Regions from separate parts of the Triticum aestivum genome. Here region 2 is linked to region 1. A link is a contact called in public Hi-C data. All regions are on one chromosome and are shown on one strand. Each heading gives the region's core, a stretch centred on a gene start, on an enhancer-like site or on the middle of the called end of the contact. The rest is flanking DNA. Distances are from core to core; before and after follow the strand shown.

Region 1 (7,820 bases), core at 3,331-5,830:
CCAAGCTAAGGAACATAAAGATCTAAATATTTTTTTTGTTGCTTCGTTTTTTTCATTTTGATTGATGAAATAGTTAATGTACTACTAGCAACTCTTATTTTGCATGTAACATACAATATTTACGCACTATTTTTGTTATGATGTAGTCAAGGCAAAAGGCGCTTGGGGATCTGCAGAGTCTGCAGAATGATAAGGTAGCTGACATTCATACCTGTAACATCATTGATATTACAGGTTGCATCATCTTTTTAATCAGAGCAATGTCATTCAGGGCAGTGTCATTAGAAGGATTCACAATTTAATGCTAAAATTCTCCAACACCTAATGACTGTTATTTTGTTTGGTAAACCTTACAGCTTGAAAAGCTAAGTGACATACAAAGCCAACCTGAGTCACAGCTTAAGTTCATAATTGAAGCATGGTTACAGGTATGAATGACACTCTAGTCAGCAAGTGTCGCCTGTACTTTTGTTCAGTTTTCTGAGCATCTCACTCAGGCTGTATGGTCTCATTTTGCAGATTGTTGAATGTAGGCGGGTATTGAAGTGGACTTACGCATATGGTTATTACCTTCCAGACCATGAACATGCCAAAAGGCAGTTCTTCGAATACGTTCAAGGTTCGTATTTTTCATACTGTAGATTCCATTCGAAGTATCTATCACTAAAGGGTATCCTTTTGCTATTACTTATTCAGGTGAAGCAGAATCTGGTTTGGAACGCCTTCATCAGTGTGCGGAGAAAGAACTTCAGATCTATCTCGATGCAGACTGCCCATCTAAAGATTTTAATGACTTCCGTACAAAGTTGGCTGGATTGACCAGGTAATGAAAATCTTAGTGTATTTGTTCTGGTCAGTGTTGTTTCTGTCTAACTGGTGTCATCATCCTTAATATGGACATTAGAATAGTGTTTCCCACAATCATGTAAAGATACTGGTTTCAAGTGTAATTATGTGGTGGTCTTTCTCCGTATGTATAACTGCCAAAATTCTTGCAGCTTGTGCTTTAATTCAGTACTTTTCATGTCATTGCTATACACTTCTTCTACTCATCTCTGCTCAACAATTCTTTGTCTATTTAACAGCGTAACTCGCAATTATTTCGAAAACCTGGTCCGTGCATTGGAGTCTGGATTGAATGATGTTGGAGCTCATAGCGGCCAAGGTGCATGTAGCAAGGCCGTAAGCTCCAAGAATCTTGGCGGTAAGAGCAAGAGTGGCAAGAACAAGGCACCTGTTGGAGCCTCAAAGTCAGGCAGCTCAACCCGTGGTATGGATGATGGGAACATTTGGGCCTGTGATCAGTGCACATTTGCAAACCCTAGGTCTGCTAGGAGCTGCCAGGTTTGTGACCATCAGCAGCACCGTTAGATCTTGTCAAGCATTGAACATATGGATTCGATTGGATTGGAACACCCTGCCCCGTGAATGCCTAGAGGCACATGGCGCATGAAGTTACTGGCCTCTAGGGCAGGAAAAAACTAGAGGGTGGAAATAGAAGACTCTGCTGCATTGGAAGCGCAGCAAAAGCTCAAGAGGTAGAATTTTTCGTGTCCTGGTTGTCTGTTAACCGACGATGCCCCAGCAGCCTCACTCAAATATCATGGCTCGTTTGTATATAACTTAGCACCCAGCCCTCTTGTCTTGTTTGAGAGGGGTATTGACGGGTGTTTGCTGATGCATGGACTGACCTGTTGTAGTGTTGTACAACTGTTGTAAAAACTGTAATAATATTGACCTGTATTGAGTACATTTATTTATGTTCGCCGGTCTTGTCAGTTTTTTTTTAATTCTATCTAATTAGAAAGTAGTTGAACACAAAAGATTTCCCTGTGGCAGGAGCAGCAATATAGGTATAGCAAGAACAACTGCACGCTTGTTTGCTCCAATGATTTTGTTTATGAATCCTTGGTGGATTGCAATGATAAAGCATTTGTGCGATGTGGCGTTTGCTTTGCTCCAATGGTGGAGCTAAAGGATCCTGTTTGAAGAACTGTAATTGTGAACTTACAGACCATGAGGCCCTTTTTCCGTCAGCAGGTTGCTCGGCGGCGGACAGCATACGCCCTGGCCCCATGGATATGGTGGCACTAGGCAACACACATCGTGAGGTCTGACGAGGAGACTACCCGGTCCAATCCATGTCTATCCAAGCAATCTCATCAGCAGCTTATTGGTTCATATTCTATGATGCACAACCTTGGAACCCAGAATATATAGAAACTACGCGGCACCAAAACACAGATTGGAAATGGTATCTATTCTGCTTACTGTAAAGTAAATGCTTGTTAACATTACTGCTTGGATAATTACAGATAACCATGCATGGCCCATAGAACAGTGTCTGTGCACAGGGGGCAGATACAGCATCTGATTATTCTACATAGAGTGGATAAACAGGAGGACTACATAGAACTATAGCACGGTCCTTCCAGCAAGACTCAGACCTGATGAATGATCTAGTCTTATTCTTCAAGAATTCCGTCAACTATCTTCGCACCCCTTGATTTGGCCATGTAAAGTCCCATGTGATGCATAAGATCCTGCATCATTATGAAAGCTTAGCTATAAGTCCATGTTTTTTTCTTTTAATGAGCAAGGGAACGCACAAGATATCAAAGCAAATTTGCTACCGTTGTGCCTATGCAGTGACTTTCAGGTCAAGAGAAAGCAGATGAACTCTACGCGTAAATACTTCGCAGCCAACACGACAGTGCATTTTCCATGTAAAACTAGTGCACTTTTTTTAGGCAGAACACAATTTTCCTCTTTGTTGATGTTCTATATAGCTATAAAAACTCCGGATCACATGGCATGGGATTTTGGTATGGTATATGAACTCTGGATGCTGGGAACTCCTTCAATGTCTTCTGTTTTACAAAACCTAATACTCCCTCCGTCTCAAAATAAGTGTCTTGAGCTTAGTATAAATTTGTACTAGAGCTAGTACAAAGTTAAGACACTTATTTTGGGACGGAGGAAGTACTAGCTAAAATTACATGCTCCAGAATACGAAAGCTATCTACTCTCTTTCTGAAGTCTACACTCTCACTGACTATGCATAGTAGAGTTTAGTGGCCGAGTACCTGTGGATGGGCCAAAGCTCCTTTGATACTCCTGGCTACTTCGACAGGGAGGTCAAATGTCGCACATCCCTCGGAATAGATCACAACATCTTCCAACGGGGGCACTCGGCCAATGTTTCTTGCAGCCAGAGTAGAACTCACAAAGTCCAAAACACAGAAGTCAGTGCATATTCCTACGACCAAAACCTGCATCAAGCAAATTCACGAGTCACTTATAAACGGGGATCACACTTTTTTTCACCGAACATTTAAATAGGAAGGATCTCTTACGGTTTTGATCTGGAACTTTGCGACCCACTCGCTGAAAACATTGGACCCATCCTTCTCAAATGAAGCAAGATAACCATCAATACAGTCCTTGCGCCTCATTGTCACATTTGGATCATTCTCCAGCCACTCAAGAGCTGCATATAGCAGATTGAACTTCGTCAGAATCCAGATATGGAACGTATTCTGTTGTCATTCTCCCATATCTTATCAGGTTGCCAAAACCATCGATTTAGCATATCCCAATTCAACATGAAAGAATCAGTTCATAGAAACTGAACATGCTCTGCGATAGGCTTAAGAGAAGTAATAATAAGAAAAATGTGGAGTAACCTGGAACAAAGTTTTCTTCACCGGAACCGATGATACAGTGCGGCGGAAAAGGCGGCTCGGGTTTATCGGGGTGGTGGGTATCAAGGAACGCAAAGACCGGCCAGTTCCTCTGGCAGAACACCTTGGCAAGCCTGGTAGACTCCTCCACCATCTTCTCGATCTGCTTATTCGGCGTGACGGGGGCCTGCAGACGCCAACTTTCTTATATATAAGTAAAACAAGTAATACTTCATGCAGATTGATATTCATGGGAGGAAGAAAAGGGAAAGTGGAGATTCAAGATGGGCCAGAAAGAGAAAAGAGAAGAAATAAGCACGAGACGGAGCGAGAAGTGAGTGACAAGAAGAGAACAACAAGAGCCAAGAAGCAAGACAGGAGGAAGCTGCGAGAGGATATCTGGCCTATTCACTCGCGTCCCCATCGTAGAGCAACCAGCAAAACTCCAACTCTTTCGGCATGGCGGCATGCATCCACCGGACCACCGAGCTCCCGCAAGAGCCGATCAACCTCGCGCGAAGGCTCGTCACCAGTATACTCAAAAACAGAGCAGAGGAGGGGGAGCAGAACTCACGAGGTTCCCGGCGCCGACGGTGCAGAAGCCGTTAACGAGGTCGACGAGGACGAGCCCCGTGCCGGGCGTCAGGAGGAGGTCGGCGTCCGGCAGGAAGGGTGCCGCCGAGCGGAGCAGGTCAATCGCGGCGGCGCCGCCGTTGGCTTCGGACCCCATGGAGATGCGTGAAGGGAAGGGGCGGTTGGTGGTTTGGGTTTGACTGGTCCCGATCAAGTAGTCGTCACGAGCCCCGTTTTGTCTAATCTCCTTTCTCGACTGGCACCATCCAGTTGGAACCCCGGTGAGAGGCGGGACCCTGATTGGCAAACTTGGTCAAACGAACACCCAAAAGATGAGAAGGAAATTCATTCGTCCACCCAAGTGGCTGCGCGCGGATATGAGCGAACAGACTTGGGGAAAACACGGCCTACATCAAGGGCAAGGGGTGGTCGGAGTGAGTGAGAAGGCGCCGAGCTGATTTGCGGTGTGATCGACACGCCAAGTTTAGGTTTACTTTTGTGACCAACGTATTGTCAGATTGGTTGCACGGCGCATCACGCCGTTGTTTGCTGAGCAAAACACATGAACGAGATTTCATACCCATTTGTGCTTTGTTATTTCTTTAGAGAAAAGACACTCGGGACGCTCTGCTTTATCTCTACTCCTAGGGTGTGTTTGGTTGTCGTTGTGAACAGTTCCTGCATCGCATACACTTCTCGACCCAACCTGATTGAGCAAAAACAGACCCTAATGCGTCATTTGCAAGTTGTTTGGTTGCCTGCATCTAGTGTCACTGCATTAGATAATACGTAAGTGCACTTTGTTTGGTTGCATGCATTGGCTCTAGCGGTACATGAACACGGCGTCTGCTTGCATACAACATACATGTTGTGCTTACCTTGTACACTAGTTGATGAGCTTACCCATAATGATCACACCTAGCACATCAACGCCACAACACAGCAATGACGATGAACTGGGCGAAAATGATGAAGTTCTTCAGCTTCAGCCCAAACTGACGATCCATCTTAGCACCTTCCACTTTGACACCTCCAACCTTGCCACTGTCAACACTGCTGCCTCCGTGCTTTCGCACCTAGGCGGAGTAAGCTTGTTCTGCTGCCTGCCTAGTCTTGAACCCTCTATAAATGTTGTTGCTATACGATGTCACTTGTGCATTGGCTTCTTCCCATGAACTATAAACCCCTGAAGCATCACCGATGAACACGGCATACCACTTGCCTTAGCAATGCACAAGAGCAAGAGCTGAAGCAACAAATCAATGGAACACACAAGTAGCAAGCAAAGTAGCACACAAACAACAATGGAGCAGAAGAGAAGTAAAGCATGCATGATCATACGGCATAACAAGTTTAACCTAGCACTACCTTGATGTTAACCTACCACCACATCAAAAAGAGGGTGTCATCCTACCACCATAAGTTCCCATCATCGTGAGGGGTTAGTATATACCACCTCACCAAAATATACAAACCATCAAATTGTTTTCAGCCCTAGCTACACAAAATGTTCGTCGTCATCGTCATCGTCGTCGTCGTCGCCACCACCATCACCGTCGGGGATCATGCACGCTCACAGGCAGCACTACTCTAGTAGTAGTGCTTGCCCAACCAGCTCCTGATCCACAGCACCCTGTGAGCGTCTGCCATGGCAACGAACCCAACACCCTGGGCCTTGTTGTCAAGCAGGTGGCTGAGAGCTGCCATGAGAGCCTCGTCACTGAAGCCACCCTGGGTCATGACAGCGCCATACAGGTCAGGGTGGACGTCGAGGGGCTTGCACTCCCTGATGGCTGTTGCAACCTCCTTCACTGCCTCAGTCATGCTGCAAAAGACATTGATATCCTCCTCCATCAGGCCTCCTCTCTTCCTCTTCCTATCATGGACGGGGTAAAATGGCTTGTCGAAGGGCTTCGCAGCTGGCTTGTCAGGGCCATCAAGGACCTCGACGTCCGGGGTCCCAGGGAAGTCTGGCATGGGAGAACCAAGAGGCTCCCCCGAGCCCATGGCATGCTTCCCAGTTGCCAGCCCGAAGGAGAAGATGTGTTGCATCTGGCTGTAGTTCTGTATGGGTGTGTTGAGGAACTCAGCGTCCCTTGGGTGGTCCTAAGAATGAAACACAAGTGTTGTTAGTTGCGATTAGGAGTAGGCAATGGTGGACAGTATGAAAAGGAAGAGGGCTGTGACCTAACCGCGACATGGCCGGTGTAGTGCTTTGCCTCCAGAACTATGGAGCAAGTGTTCTCATCCCATGAGGCGCCGCTAAGGTCTCTCAGCTTGGACACTTGGATCCATCGACCTCTTCACTTCCTCAGGTGGTTGTACACCTGGGTGGCAGACACCTCCTGCCCACAGAACTCGAACACCTGCTTCGCAACAGTGTTCAAGTGCACCTCCTTGAAGCCCTTGTTAGTCCTAACTCCACTAGAGATGAGCTCACACATGTTGTTCAGCACGAACGTGGACATGAACGGCTGCCACTTCATGTTGTTCGACCTACCATCCTTCTTTGCCTTTGCTGCTGCTACCTTGAGTGCGACGGCGGCAGCAGCATCAACAGCAGGAGTTGGCTCAACGAGCACTACTGTCACATAGAGGGAATCAGGCGCGAACACCTCTAAATCAGGTGCCATCTCGGACATAGGCTGCGAGTCCTTGACAAAAGATGGAGCAAACTGGCTGTCGGACAGGACAAGTGCCTGACTAAGATCTTGCGTCTGCGTGGTCATGTCCTACAATCATAGCATGCATTGATGGTAAGCATAACACACAGCATACCAGACAATCCATGAAAGCAGCAACATACATGTACATGGTTCATGACTATCATACTAAGCACATATAGTTCATTGCTATCATACTAAGCATACATGACAACCTATGAGCACGAATATACATCTACAGCAAACAACATGCTATAAATGGACCACCAATAGGTACAAATCACAGATCTAAGACGAATCAACACAAGCACAAGGTTCAACTTCAAACTCTACTACTAATCTAGCCTACCACATGCTTCAACATCTAGCCCTACCATAAATTGCAACCGCATCATGGCAATCAACCATATCAACTCACAGATTAGACCACTAATCAACCATGCATCTAGATCAAACCCTACCTACAGATCAGATCTAGCTAGAAGGAACAGAGAGAAAGGGGGATTGAACTCACAGAGGCCATGGCTGCAGCTCGAGGACGAGGGGGGACGGTCGTGAAAGATCAACGTCGGCTGGTGAAGGAGCGCCGACGCCGTAGACCGCCGGCCGATGAAGATGCGCCGCTTACCTGCTCGTCAGTGCCGATGCGCGTCCGCGAGAAAGCTCGAACGGAGGAAGAATGGTAGCGGGAGTTGGGGCGGTGAGGGAGGGGGCTAAATAGGGGTGGACTCGGCGGGAAGTGAGCTGAAATCCTCCCGCCGATTTTTCGGCGACGCGGGCGAGCTCGCGCCATCTCCCTGTAGCGACCAGACCTTAAACAGTCTGATCTCTGTGTAACAGTGTCATCCCTGGATCGGTAATGTTGACACGCACAGTACTTGAAGGATTTATAACAGAGTAG
Region 2 (7,820 bases), core at 3,645-6,144, 280 kb after region 1:
AGCACTCGAGCAACACAACCACCAAAGGCAGGAGTAGGGTTTCAACTCCTCGGGGTAGGGTCAGGACCTGGGTAGATCGTGAATCTTGTGTGCTACCATCTTGATCCAACTCCCACAACACCTTCGAAAAAATTTGTTGTCTCTCGACAATACCACCGGTCTTGGAACACCGGGAGATGTGAGCATGATGGATGAAATGGCGAGACAATATAGATAACGCACTCATGGAGAGATCATGACAAAATCGAGGATCGGCCCGAGTGCTCGTGGTGGTGGTGGTGGTAGTGACCATGAGAGTGCATGATTTGGTGGAGTTCGATGATGGCTTTTGATGAAGTATGTGCCATGTGGTGGTTTTTGGATGAACTTTTTTGATTTGGTGGCTTTTCGATGAATTAAGTTTATGTTTTTAGTTAAATTATTGGACTGGGTGGACTATGCTTAGGTTTTTAGCTGAATTGTTGGAAGCGGTGCATTTCAATTGCTTAAATTGTTGTGCAATCGTTTGAAATATTTGTGCTGAAGTATGGAATAATCCGTCGCAAAATTGTTATTAGGGAATTAAATATAGAGAAAGGACTAGGTGCGCCCAGCTTTTAACTGCTAATTTTTTAGAAGTTGAGATTTGGGAGAAAATTCAAGGAATTGTAGGACAAGGTTAGAGATGCTCTTAGTGCATGCACGGCAAAGCTCCACTTGAGGAAATGAGAAGCTTGGTCATCACTATCTAAACAGGCAGATTCTTTACCTGCTAATGCGTTCTGCTTTTAATAAAGATTGAAGTGACTTTGCCTGACTCATCTATCCACTTAGCAAAATGCTTTCTTTGCACAAACCAAAGTTCTATTCCAAAACCATACTCTCCATAAAACCGTGTATATGAAAGTTTCAATTTTGGCAAAAGACAGTTAACCGATGACCAAGCTGAAAAATCAGAGATCAAACCCGCACAGTTCACAGTAGAGGAACGATCTTATGCGACCATTTACACATCACTGACTGAAAAAGCATCTCAGCCAAAACAAACAGGAAGCTAAGCTGCTTCCACTGCAACACTGAAACCCGATAGTACGTTAGGTTCATCCATCACAACAGACGGGAGAAAAGAACAGCAGCATCTAGCGTTCTAGTTCTACAGTCGACTGCTCCTGAGCAAGCAGCGTTGCAAGGGCAGTGACAGCAGTGGAGTTTGAAGTTTTTTCAGGTGGGCAGAGGGACTCTTCAGTTCACTGACTCCAGGCTCCATGGATAAAGACTCATCTCGTCTCTCAGCTGAAACTCAACAGGCTTGTCCTCCAGGAATGAGTAGCTGTCAAGCTCAACTTCATCAAAAGAATCTTCAGTCAGCTTTGCCTTATCGCCTGGATGCAAATGCACACGAGTTACATGTGAGAAAACTGAAACAAAATTGCAGATCGCCACGTAATGCGTTGAGTGACACGTTAAACGAACTAGAGCGAGCCTATGAATGTGCGAGGAGAAAGAGACCTGAAATCGAGAGACGCCCACTGATGTCTGGAAGAATCTCAGGCTCCAGTTCCAGCACATTTACTTCTTCATAAAACGGTGCAACTGCCTGAATCGTCAACAAACAGATATTACATTTCTGGTATCAACATAATGCATTAAAGAGAGGAACAGAAACAACAAATGTTGTTCACGGGAGCATGAGCAAATGACAAACAAGGATATCTTCATTAGCATGTAAAGACCAACAACAAGAACATACTAGGTAAACTAAGGAACAGGAACATACTAGACGACTAAGCAATGACTGTTGGTTTATGTCAGCCTATAATCCCTTAGCTAGTTTGATTTTCAGTCAGCTGAATAAGGGGCCATGTAACGTGTGCATGTGCACGTCTTGGCCAAGTATGCTTTGTTTCCTTAGAACTAGGGCTGCCGGTTCACTCCATGGGATGACACAGATCAAGGTGATTGTGGCGGCTATGTAGGGGAGAGAAGGACAAGTGGCTATGGTATGGCAATGGCATGGTCGTTGGGCGGCTATGTAGGGTTGAAGGACGAGTGGCTATGGGAGGCATGGCCGTTAAACTCGGTCCAACGCCCATTTTTAGCTCAAGTTAGTTTGTATCCAAAGAATAAGTAGAGGAGAAGAAGAACAGAAAAGCAGTACGATTATACTGCACAAAACTTGTCTCTCTCGCGCATATTTCCTCTCTGTCCGATCATCCCTTCCAACAGTTTATACATGCCATGTGTTATTTACACAAAACAGATGCAAGAAGATAATATATACACCATTGTTTAATACGAGTATGCATATCCATATAATCATTGCGGGTAAACTCAAAGTAAATAAACTGAAACAGGACAAGACACCCGTCAACAGCATAGTGGAAACAAATTCCTACAGTGCTACTAGCAATTAGCAAAGTTGAAGATTCTAATATACATAAACAAATTTTCCAAAAGAAAAAACAGATAAAACTGCGGTTGAGAGCTTAAACAAATATTTTAGGGAAATCCAGATTGAGAATTATCAGCGGTATCATCCACAAGTTTAACTATAGCTAGTTGTGAAGTGCTGCAAGGGGTGTATCCAACAGAGAATTATATGAATTCAGAAGCAACATCCATAAGTACTTATTCCCTCCATTTCATTGAATAAGGCGCCCATGCTTTTCAAAATCCAACTTTGACCATAAATTACAGCAATAATATATATTTTAGTGACTTAAAAATTACACCATTGAAAGTTCTTTTGAATATGAATCCTATAGCGTAACTTTTATCACATATAACATACATTTTGTTGGTCAAGGTTGATTTTTGAAATGTGTGCGCCTCATTCATTGGAATGGAGGGAGTACATCTTTGTTGCCTAGTCCACATTTTTACTACTTCTTAATTGCTTCTACAGATAAAAAGAACAAGCTTGCAGCAATCAATAATGGCAAATATTTCTTTTGTGGTAAAAGGACATGATACAGTTCCTCCATGCAAGAGGCATGAAAGGATCACATTTATGAATTTATACACATTGGTTTATGTACCAACATTAGCTAAAAGAAACAGTGGAACAAGTAATCATGTAATTTTTGTTTCTATGCTTATGTCATAGTAAAAGGCATAGCAAGTTCAGTAGGTAGATAGTGCATTCGGTTATGAAAGAAAGCTGAGTAAGGCATACTGAGATAAACATTATTCCTGTTTGCCAACGTTACCATAATTAGTTAATCCGGATGTAAATTTAGCAGTTTATCGAACCAAGAGACCAATACTAACAGAATGTTTACGTGTGAACTGGCGAAATGCGTACAGAAGTATGTAGACATTCAAAATAACCTGGAGGAGTTTTAAAAACACAGTGCATGTGGGTGGCTTACCTTAGCTGGAAACAGCAGAGGATCAAATATCACATCTGACCAGTCATGCAATGCTGACGTTATTTTCTCCACTTTCTTCTTGACACCTGCACAGACATGATATAACCAGTTAGATGCACATATTGAAAAGGTCCGCCCACATACGAACAGGCAAATGAAGCAAACTATAAGACACAAATTCTCACGTTTGTCTATCTTGTCACTGTCCAACCTCTGAGCATCATTCCCAGTGAAGTGGGTGCCCTCCACCCCACCCTTGGCCCATTCATGACATTTTTTGGTGGCTTCATCAGCATAGATTGTAGTCTTGCTCAGTGGGTTCTTCTTAATGGCTTCTTGGCTGCGAAGAGCAGACTTGTCTTTCAGGACGGACCTGTCCTTCAAGGGGTGGCCTTTTTGAATGCTAGGCGCTTGGGGCTTGCTGGTGTTGGACACATCCCGCAGGGCCTTCCTTGCTGATGGCTTTGCTGATGGTTTCAGTGGCCTCGCGTTCAGCCCATCAGTCCTCTTGCCTGCACACCAGGAACACGCTTACAACAGGGAACTTCCATACCATGAATTAGTTTCGAGCGAAAGAAGGCTCACCTCTATGGATTGGCAGGTTCTCATCAAGGAATACAGCAGCTGGAGCTGGGAAAGCCATGGCCGAACAGAAGCCTTTCTTCTTGTACCTCGAAAGCCTGGATGGAATTAAACGCTGCTGCGCAAAGGGAAATCAATCAGACGACAGAAGCAATACACAACGAGTTCCCAACGCTATTGTGCTGTAAAGAAACTTGCAATCAGCATATGGTTTATTTGTTTTTAACATCGGACCACATTGTTTTGTGAAGGCAACCAAGATTCCGCTCACAGATATGAATCAAGGACTTCCCTATCCTATTGTATGGTGTAGAAATTGCAGCTTACACATCAGACCACGTTGTTTCGAAAAGGCAAACCCAGATCTCACATATATTTTAGGTTAACAGCAATCCCGCTGTGGAATATGCAACGCGTGTTCAGAAAGACCACGCTTGGCGTGTCCAAGAAAACAGATCAGAAGACATAAGCGTCGATGCTCATAACCCTGCCCGAGAAGAAGAAGAAGAAGAATACGCGAACCAGATGGATGGACAGGGCGGATTTAGATGGTGGTGCGCCCCGGAAATCGCGAAGGTCGGTGGGATCTCAGTAATCGCTGGATGAGAACAGCCTCGTACATACCTCAATCAAAACCCTATGGCCAAAGGCCGCGGAACGGAGGCGGAGGCAGCAGGAACGCGGTGTCCCGACGGGGAAAGAACGCGAACGGCGACGCGCGGGAGGTAGGAGAGATTTAGAGCCTAGGTCAGGACGCGAGAGGAAGAGGGGGGAGAAGGAGGAGTACCTCGCCGGAGACGCTGGGGAGTTGTTCTTCTTGGCTTGTCCGTGTTCTTGCCTTGTTCGGGGATGGATTGGAGCCAAATGAATTGGGGAAAACTTAGGTAGGGTCTGCGGGAGCGGCGCGGTGGGAAGGAAGAGGGGAAAAGGCGAGGAGCGCAACGGTCGGATTTCGCTGGGCGGTGCGGGAAACTGCCATTGGGCCACGCCCGGTTATTAGGGTTTTCATTTGTTGTGGCCCGGCCCGAGACGGATAGAGCCCTGGGGATAGGGATGTAAAACTCGCGCTTTGTACGGTTATAATTCGAATTTGTCCAAACAAAAATCAGAATTGATAAATGATAAATATACGACATCAGTTTTTTAGACTCTCAACCCGAACGCCCTATGTACCGTCTAATGCACTCACCAATCTTGATGCGTGAATCCCGTGAAACGTCAGCTGCATCAAGTGTTCTCTCTCACGTGATCGGGAGTGAACGCGAGCGACCACGTGTCCATTCAGTCCTTCTCCTTTCTTCTACTCTCCCACCCACTTTCAGTCTACTTTGATCCTTGGGCGTTTAAGTGTGGGTCAACCGCGAACACGAGCTCGGTGTTGGAGATGCTCTTCAACACTAGTCTCCTTTTTCAGGGAATTTAAAGAGTTCATATTCTTCGCTTGTAGAGAAGAGCAAAAAGCATTCCGAAGAATTCGCACATTTGGTTTGCTTTTATCCTTGGCTCGTTTAAGCTTTCTACAACTCTCACATCACACAACAGGTTTTTTTTAAGATTGTTTTTGATTATCCAGATTTTCTAAGGAACGAAGTTTTTCTGTTGGTTTTCGTCTTGTTTCCTTGGAAGTTTTTTTTTCGTGTTTTTCTTTTCTTTTAGTTTAAACTAAATAAAGACTTTTGTTGATACATGAATATTTTTAAAACTTGTTGACATTTTTCAAATTCATCATTATTTTTAAATTTATTCGAGCTTTTAAAATTTTGAATATTTTTGAATTTTATGGATAGTTCTTTAAGTTCATAAAAATAATATTCGTGATCATCTTTTTAAATCCACGAACATATTTTCCATTTTAATGTATAAAATACCGCGTATCCGAATTTCTCTATGGAGACTGAGAAATCATTTTTTGTAAGTGGTTTACCTCAGCAACAAGACAGTGGTGGATGAGCCACGCGACAGTATCGAGTCTAGTCTATGCGTGCTATTTTGGCTGCTCCCGAAATTTTACACATCATCAAGTTTGTGGACACCTCCTATTTTGCGCATAACACGTGAAAAAAAAGAGGAAACACACACTTGAGCGTTGCACGATGCGTGTTGGGATTCTTTCGCTGGCCCATCGTTTGTTCTTTTCCTTTGATGGACGGTTTCTACTTTGTGTACATACGAATGTCTTACATGTTTCCTCGCCATGGATGCCTCCTCCTCGTCCCGACGAGATGATGTAGTGAAGACAGTGTTCATTCCCATAAACGTTGGAGTGATTTTGAAGATCCCGCTATGCACCAAGAGGGTAGATGATTTTTGGGCTTGGGGTGAAGACAGTCGTGGTGCCTTTTCAGTTCAGTCAGTCTATCGAACGATTTTGCATACTAAGTTGAACAGAAAAGTTGGCTGAAATGGCGACATGGATCATCATGATCAAGAAAATAACAGTTGGACTTCTTTACAGAAGATCCGTGTGCCAAGCAAAATCAGGGTGTTCTTGTGGCGTTTGGCGCAACACTCCATACCAACCAGCGAGCTCCTTCACCATCACAGTACGGCCACCATGTTGGTATTACGTCTTTGTGGATCTGAAGATACTTGGAGTCTTGCATTCCTGATTCTTCCCTGGTCAGTAGCCCTTTGGCTTTTTCTCCCGCAGGTTTAGTTGAACACATGTGCCCTAATTAGGATCTAGTGCAAAAAACTGGATCTTCACGCTACACGATTCTATACCACATGATGAGTTCATCAATGGTGGTGACACTTTGGCTGTTTAGCATGTTGAGAAAGGCGATACACGGGGTTATATTCCAAAGCCCGTTATCGACTCATTGTTTCATAATTTCTTTTATGTCTGAGATACATATTTTGCAGAAACCTGCCTCAACAAGCACTAGATCAGCCCCTCCACGATCAAACCATTGGTTGGGTCCACCTGATGGAATATGCAAAATAAATGTTGATGCATCACTGACAAGGAACAAATCGATTGGAGCCGTTGAGAGCAGTATGCAAGGACCACCTTGGAGGATTTTGGGGGCATCTTTTATAGTTTTTGTGTGGATAGAGGATCCAATAGCTTTGGAAGCTCTAGCGCAAGGAAAGCTTTGGCACTAGATGACGATCTATATGTTTATTGGATCCATGTCAAGCAAGGAAGTACAACAAGTTATGGTGCAATTATCCAATAAATCGTTGTCGTTTCTAGAGTCTTTGCTAGGTATAATTTCATACATGAATTTAGAAGCCCGAATGCTGAGTCTCAAAATTTAGCGAGGCATGCTTTATCTTGGGGGTTGGCCACCATATTTGGTCAGGTCATATCGGATCCCTTACATTCATTGCTGTAAACATTGTGACAATTTAATAATGCTTTGTGAGATTGTCTAAAAAAAGCTTACATGTTATCCTCCTCCTTTTTGCCCTTTTTAAAATTTCGTAGAAAAGGTAGAAAATTAGGTTTTATTTTCAAAAAGTATTTAAATGTGAAATATTATATTTTTAAAAAGTTCTTTTTTGAAGGAAAAAGTGCATGGATTTAGAAAGCATTCACGATTTTTAAAAAATGTTCATGAATTTTATTATTTTTATTAAAAAGCAAGATTTAAATGTTCACGAATTTGAAAAGATGTTCATAAATTCGAAAAATTTGTTGTGAATTCAAAACATATATATAATGAAACTAAAACATGTTTGCTAATTCAAAAAATCACAAATTTGAATATGTACGTTTGAACTAATTTTTTTTCTTGAATTTGAAAACACCCGCAAATTTTAAAAATTATCTAAATTTAAGAAATTTTTATGAGTTCAAAAATAATAATGGATTTGATAAAATATTCAAAAATTAAAAAATATCTCTGAATTCAAAAATCCTACAAAAATTCATAAAAATGT

The links. A called contact is a pair of places that touch in the nucleus more often than the background predicts.
Region 2: a contact with region 1 is called in a Hi-C map of leaf, with 5 times the contacts expected there. The contact joins the promoter of LOC123137409 here to the promoter of LOC123137407 in region 1. A contact is called at or near these places in 3 of 5 Hi-C or Micro-C datasets (all in leaf).

Annotation. Positions count from the first base shown.
Region 1 is chr6B:446,918,458-446,926,277 of IWGSC CS RefSeq v2.1, forward strand. LOC123137407 (nicotinamidase 1) reads right to left here and starts at 4,581. Exons shown (of 5, transcript XM_044557158.1): 1 at 4,258-4,581; 2 at 3,687-3,870; 3 at 3,357-3,490; 4 at 3,087-3,272; 5 at 2,244-2,543. The coding sequence starts at 4,413. The coding sequence ends at 2,466. It overlaps LOC123137406 (probable E3 ubiquitin-protein ligase ARI8), which reads left to right. Exons shown (of 15, transcript XM_044557156.1): 11 at 147-194; 12 at 357-428; 13 at 520-619; 14 at 697-823; 15 at 1,086-1,765. The coding sequence ends at 1,371.
Region 2 is chr6B:447,202,865-447,210,684 of IWGSC CS RefSeq v2.1, forward strand. LOC123137409 reads right to left here and starts at 4,895. Exons shown (of 6, transcript XM_044557160.1): 1 at 4,720-4,895; 2 at 3,936-4,047; 3 at 3,536-3,862; 4 at 3,351-3,436; 5 at 1,489-1,576; 6 at 842-1,361. The coding sequence starts at 3,993. The coding sequence ends at 1,222.